Regions from separate parts of the Oryctolagus cuniculus genome. Here region 1 is linked to region 2. A link is a contact called in public Hi-C data. All regions are on one chromosome and are shown on one strand. The core of a region is the stretch at or near the end of the contact, and the rest is flanking DNA. Distances in the headings are between cores, read along the strand shown. Region 1 overlaps CTIF (cap binding complex dependent translation initiation factor). Region 2 holds the start of DYM (dymeclin).

Region 1 (3,351 bases), core at 601-3,100, 690 kb before region 2:
AAGGAGAGGGTGAAGGGGAGGCCACACACCGATGTAAGGAGTCCCTGCTGTGCAAGGGCCTGGCATTCCCCAGAGAGCCCCCATCCCTGGGAACCCACGGCCCAGGCGGATGGCTGCCCATGGGGTGAGGCGTGCCAGCCGCAATCCCCACACCCCCGGCTTCACTGACCTGCGGGAAGACACCCATGGCATGGGGCTTGGCAGCTAAGGAGTGCCGGCTTCCTCCCTTGCAAGGACAGGGGCTGGCACGGTGTGATTCCAGCCAGGGTCCACCTGACTGAGCTCACAGTGAAGGCAGAGGAATACCGCAGAAGGAGGTCCGGCCTGCCCTTGCACTGCCTCCCTCCCCTCTCCCACTACAGCCACTCCCCGCCCCCAGCCGCAACTGCTCCAGCCTGAGGTGGGGTGATGCGGTCACCTAGCGTCTGAGTGGTGTTCCACGGGCGTCTCGTCCCCCAACTCCCCACACATCCCCAGGTAACCCTGGGAGTCCCTGGAGCGCCAGGGCACAGGGGGCCTAGCGCCCTGCAGGAAGCTATGTCCCCACTCCACACGGCTTCTGTTTGTCTTTTAAGATTTATTTATTTTGGAAGAGAGTTAGAGAGAGGGAGAGACAGAGATATTCCATCCACTGGTTCACTCCCCACATGTACACAATTGCTGGGTCTGGGCCAGGCTGAAGCCAGGAGCTTCATCTGGGTCTCCCACGTGGGTGCAGGGGCCCAAGCACTTGGGCCATCTTCTGCTGCTTTTCTAGGCCATCAGCAGGGGCTGGTTTGGAAGTGGAGCATCCAGGACTTGAACCAGTGCCTGAATGGGATGCCAGCACCACAGACAGCTTAACCTACTGTACTACAGCGCCAGCCCCTCCATAGAGCTTTTGTGCCTTGCACAGAGCTCAGGTGAAAGGCATCGTTTGCTGTGAATTCTCCAGTGTCTGGCCCAAAGCTTTCTATTGGGGCGTATTTTGATCATTTTCCTATAGATAAACATTGCGTCCGCCGTCTTCGTCTGATAATGGGAACAACATAGCTGACTTCTCTTCTTGCCTTCCTGTTAGAAAATTTGGAGAGTTCATTCTGTGACTTTTGGCAATGAGTTATTAGCTCACTGTTGCCCGGTGCAGTCCAGTCCTGACCTCCAAGCTGGCGCAGAGCTGAGCAGGGGTCACCTGTGAGCCCATCCTGGCAACTGTAGCAGGCAGGGCGCCGCCAAACGACACATCGAGGTCACGTGGGGTTTCTCCCAAAGCACTCCCTGCAGAAGGTCCCGGAAGACCCACCTCTTTCCCCTGTCCAGGATTAAAACCGGTGTCAGGTACGGGAGCTGCCTTGGTCCTCCAGCAGGGGGCACTGCTGCTGTGCGGGAACAGGGATGGTGGCTGGGGTTGAAGTCGCAAGTGGAGCCGCTGCAGCCCGGTTCCCAGCCCTGCAGACTGGAAGGAGTGACTCTGTCGCTCCCTGGAGCCGTGTCAGCTCTGTTGCCAAGTCTCGAGGAAGCTCTCAGGATATGCTAACTCACAGGCCTGGATCTATTAAAATATCCTGACGTGCCAAGGCAGAGAGTCAGGTAAAGATGGAACCTCCCCTTGCACCCACGGGGGTGTGGCCTGGGTTCGTTGAGTCCATCCGTGTTGGTCAGGCCCCTTAAGGAGAATTCAGCAGTGAGCATCGTGCGCCGACAGTAGCCGGCATTCACCGAGGGCCCTCCGGGCTGCAGGGACGGGGGCAACGGCTGCGTTTCCTCCTCTGGCCCTGGCTTTGCCTCCCTGGTGCACTGTCCTGAGCCCTGATTGGGCAGGCGGCCCCTTCTCAGGCCACCCCACTGTCCCTGCCCTCTCCGCTTCACTTTCCACTGTCTCCTCCCCATGCGTTGCGTCACACCTGTGCTGGGCTTGTGTCCGGATTCTCCCAGCTGAGTGTAACTCCTCCGTGGACACACTCGGGGACCCCTGATTGGACTTGCACCCTGCTCCCTGGTCTAGAACGTGTGCCTGCGTCACAGGACCCGACGTGCATCCAGCTCTGTCTGAGCGCCCATTGTGCAGATCAGAGGACTGAAATCAAATGCACACAGCTTTTTTTTTTTTTTTTTTTTTTGACAAGCAGAGTGGACAGTGAGAGAGAGAGAGACAGAGAGGAAGATCTTCCTTTGCCGTTGGTTCACCCTCCAATGGCCACCACGGCCGGCGCGCTGCGCTGATCCGAAGCCAGGAGCCAGGTACTTCTCCTGGTCTCCCATGGGGTGCAGGGCCCAAGCACTTGGGCCATCCTCCACTGCACTCCCGGGCCACAGCAGAGAGCTGGCCTGGAAGAGGGGCAACTGGGACAGAATCCGGCACCCCGACCAGGACTAGAACCCGGTGTGCTGGCGCCGCAGGCAGAGGATTAGCCTATTGAGCCGTGGCGCCGGCCACACACAGCTTCTAAACGGAGAGTGGGGATAAGAGCGGGGCAGTCTGCGCGGAGGGCAGAGACGGAGAGCAAGTTTGGGGTGAATGCCGTTTCCGTAATGAGAGCAGGAAAATAGGGAGCATGTTTTCACTCTGCTGCTAAAGGCCATAAACAGGCCAGGGGCAGAGAGAGAGCCCTTGGAAGGAGGGTCTTTATTCTGGTGAGACAGGTCTCAAGTGGCACTCCCTGACCCAGGACCCCACCTGGGAGGACCCCTGTGTAGCCACCTCCCCCACCGAGAACTTCCTCCCTCAGGACAAAAATAGGTGCCCCCCCCCCCCCAGGAGCTCGGCAGTCCCTAGCTTCCTGTCTGAAGCCTCCAGGTAGCAGGGCCCACTGGGAGCAGGCGACGTGCTCCTGGAGACGAGCCTATTTTTATTCCTGCCGCCTGTGAGTCCTTTGTATAGCGACGGTTATTCTGGGGTGAAGACGTTAGTTGGTGACCACCGGGGAGGTTCCTTGGGAAGAGGCACCCGGCCCAGTCTGGATGGGATCCCCCACCGGTCTCTTTCTCCTGCCACTTCCATGGCAGGGGGCGGGGGGGAGGGCAGGAGCAGGAAGCCAGGACTAGTGGGAGCAGGCATGGGGCTGGCTCCACCATGTCCAGGATACCGTGTGACAGCCTCACAGACCCAGGACACGGCTGCGGCCTTAGGCACCGGCGAACTACAGTGTAGAGTGTAAGCCGCCCCTCGGCCTGTTCTTACACGAGGTTTTATTGGCACATAGCCACACCCGTCGCTTTGTTCACCATCTAGGGCTGCATTTGTGCCACAGCAGCAGAGTGGAGTGGATGCAGCGTGGACCTTTTCACCTGCAAAGCTTGGAATATTTATGGTCTGGCCCTTTAAGAGCAAGTTTTGCCGAGCTTTCGTTTTATATCCAGCTTATAAAGAGA
Region 2 (3,361 bases), core at 559-3,058:
AACGAGTGACTTGCAGCCGACACTGTGGCATAGCAAGTTAAGCTGCCACCTCATATAGGCTCCAGTTCCAGTCCTGGCTGCTTCACTGTCAATCCAGCTCCCTGCTAATGGGTCTGGGAAAGCAGCGGAAGATGGCCCAAGTGCTTGGGCCTCTGCCATCCACATGGGAGACCCAGATGAAGCTCCTGGCTTCGGCCATACTCACTCCTGGAGGTTGTTGCCACTTGGGGAATGAATCAGTAGATAGAAGCTGTTTCTCCCTCTCTCTAACTCTACCTTTCAAATAAATAAATAATTCTTTAAGAAACCAACTCAATATCCTGCAGGTATATGATGAACTATTTAAAAATGAAACAATATGATTATGATCTGCTTTAAGATTATTGGGGATGGGAATGAGGAATAATACAGGATGAAACTAAACTGGCAGAGTTAATAACTGCTGAAGCTGGCTAGGGGGTGTACATGGCAGCATATTATATTATTTCACCGCTTGAACTTTATCCCATAAGTAAAAGGTACAAAATCCAAAAAAGTCCCGACCTGTTATAACAATACACAGAGACTTCCTATTACATGGCAAAACACAGACTTCTTAACAGCTGAATCCCCTTGCTGTTAACATGACCCAATCTCAATTCTCTGCTACTTAAAAGTTTCATCAATCATCCCTCCTTCACCTCAGCTCAGTTGGCCCTCATTCAAGTCACCTAACCTCTAAAAGACCAGTTTCTGCGTCTGCAGACAGGACTACGCATGCTTTGCCCAGTCTACCTCCGATTTGCCCAGATAACGAACCAAAATAAAAACTGCAGAGCGGGATAATCGTTCTAGAAGTCCATATATTCACACATTGCCTTCTCGCGGCAAACTCGCTCCTGTGCTTATCGATTCTCTTCCTTGGCACTGCACCGACCCCGTTCCTCGCTGGAGCCCGCACCTCATTAGCCGCAGCACCTGGATCGCTCAGGCGAGGCCGCCCCCCAGCACCTGCCTTCTACACACCCCTCTCTCCAGTCTGCCTCTCTCGTCTGTCACCTCTGGGTACCCCTGTTGCAGCGGTTAACACCTCCGTCCTCCCGAGACCCCATGACTGCCCCCAGCCCCCTCCTACACCCGCCCTTTCAGCGCGGCCCCGATTGCCCGGGCAGGTCCACCGAGGCACACGAAGGCTGGCGGTCGCCAGGGGTGAGGGAGGGGAATGCGGAGTGCCTGCTAACGGGTACGGACTCCTACGGAGAGGGATCAGAGCGGCCGCTGCACGGCCGAGCGGGTCTACCTTGACTGCACTTGGAGAGGAGGGGTTGGACACTCTGTAAATTACGTCTCAGTAAAAGCTTGCACGTCAAGACCAAAAACCAAGCCAGCACAGTTGCTGCTCACCCTGCCCATCACACGCCCATTGGCCACATGCACGACGCCCCGTCTCCGGAAGCCTCGCCCTGATCTCCCGGACCCCCACCGCCCGCCCGGACTCCCTGCCCCTCTCCGGACGCACACAGCCCTCAGGGCCCGCTGCAGGGCGGCGAAGGGACTCGGAGCCTCGGGGCGGTCCAGTCCCGGCCTGGCGGGCGGCCGCCCCGCACCTCCCGCCGCCGGGCGGCCCCACCCGCTCCGGCAAGGGGCTCGCTGGCAGGGCGGCGCCGCCGGGGGCCGCGCCACAGCCCACCTGTCTCAGCCCGCTGGGAGCTCGGCTTCCAGCCGCCCGGACACGCAGGCAGGAGGCACCGGGGCTCAGGAGGAGCGCGATCACCGCCGCAGCGCGGGTGGCGCACGCCGGCTCAGGCCTCCATGTTTCCACGTCTCTGTGGCTGCGGATCCGGCTCCGGCTCCGGCTGCGGCTGCGGCTCGGCTCCCGCTGGGCTCCAGCCCGGGACGCGTCGGAACAGAGGCGAGGAGGCGGGGACAGAAGAGGGAAGCGGCGGCGGACGCGCGGAGGGACCGAACGGCCGGGCGCGAGCCAGCGAGAGGTCACGTGGCGCGCGGCGAGGGGGCTTGTGGGAAATGCAGTCCCGCGGGCGTTGCGCTCTGCCCACAGGGCGCGCGTCTCCCGGGCAACCGCAAAGCCGTGAGGCAGAATCCAGAAACCCGGAGCCCTCACCTCTTAGGTGCCGTCTACACCGCCTGTTCCGGAGCTTGCACTGTGTTAGCGCCGCTTTCACAGTCAAGTAACTCCCCGTGGCGCTCTGAAGAGTTGGGAAGCAGAAAATGGTGTTTCAGCTGTCAGAAAGGACAGGTCCCACAGGAAAGAGCAGCGATGTGGAGTAGTGCGAGACGTGGGATTTGACGTCTAAAGCCAGGATGTTGAAGTCTAAAGTGTTTTAAAACACTGAAAAGCGAAAGATGTATTCCAGGTGTCCGGTGTGGGTGGCAGGAACCCAAGTACCTGAACCACCACAGCAGCCTCCCAGGGTGCACATCAGCAGGAAGAAGCTTTGATTTACTGAGAGAGAGAGAATCTTCCATCTGCTGGTTCATTCCCCAAATAGCTGCAAATGCTGGGCAGTAGAACTCCATCTAGGTCTCCCGTGTGGGTGACAAGGGCCTCAGTACTTGGGCTGCCTTCGCAGTAGCAGAGAGCGGGACCAGAAGCGAAGCAGCTGGGACTTGCACCTGCACTCTTATGGGATGCCAGCGCCCCAGGTGGCGGCGGAACCCGCTGCGCCACAATGTCAGCTCCCCAGGCTGGATCTTAACTGCTGCACAAACCACAAGCCCTTACAAGCCCACATAGTAGCACCAATCTCCTTTTAGCCAGTACCTTGTGCTTCAATGTGTTTTCCTGTTATAATTCTGCAAGCTCAGGGATCTTACTGGCAGCCAATGCTCAAAAGGAGTAAGTGCTTAGTACTTAAGAGTGTATTGGCACGGGGTGATGTCTCCTCCATAGGGCTGTTTGGAGAAATAAACAAGAGAACAGCGCACAGCAGATACAAAGCACCCCTTAAAGTCAGTAGCAAATCATTACTGTAAAGTCCACAATCCCAAAGGGGCAGCCCCTTCCTCCTCCTCCTCCTCCTCCTCCTCACGTGTATATTTCAAGCGGGGAACCTGGCTGGGGCAGATAAAGTAAATGCCCAAGGACATCCGTGTGGCAACCTCCTGGCTTTTTTAAAAATATTTATTTATTTGAAAGGCAGAGTTACAGAGAGGCAGAGGCAGAGGCAGATAGAGAGAGAGAGAGAGAGAGAGTCTTCCACCTGCTGGTTCACTCCCCAGATGGCCATGACGGCCGGAGCTCTGTCGCTCTGAATCGGAAGCCAAGAGTTTCTTCTGAGATTCCCACACAGGTGCAGGGGCCCAAGGACTTGGGCCATCTTTAATTGCTCTCCCAGGCCATAGCAGAGAGCTGGATCGGAAG

Evidence for each region. A called contact is a pair of places that touch in the nucleus more often than the background predicts.
Region 1: a Hi-C map of an unstated tissue shows a contact between it and region 2, with 3 times the contacts expected there. The contact joins the enhancer-like site here to the promoter of DYM in region 2. A contact is called at or near these places in 2 of 6 Hi-C or Micro-C datasets (ear pinna and an unstated tissue).

The regions. Positions count from the first base shown.
Region 1 is chr10:29,158,795-29,162,145 of mOryCun1.1, reverse strand. The region is part of intron 6 of CTIF (cap binding complex dependent translation initiation factor); the gene reads left to right. Among named protein-coding and RNA genes, the nearest start is that of CTIF, 130 kb to the left of the region's middle. Within about 2 kb of position 1,850, at least 1 of the 8 cell types and tissues checked has an H3K27ac peak or open chromatin away from gene starts, as enhancers often do.
Region 2 is chr10:28,465,135-28,468,495 of mOryCun1.1, reverse strand. It overlaps DYM (dymeclin), which reads right to left and starts at 1,808. Exons shown (of 18, transcript XM_051851233.2): 1 at 1,670-1,808.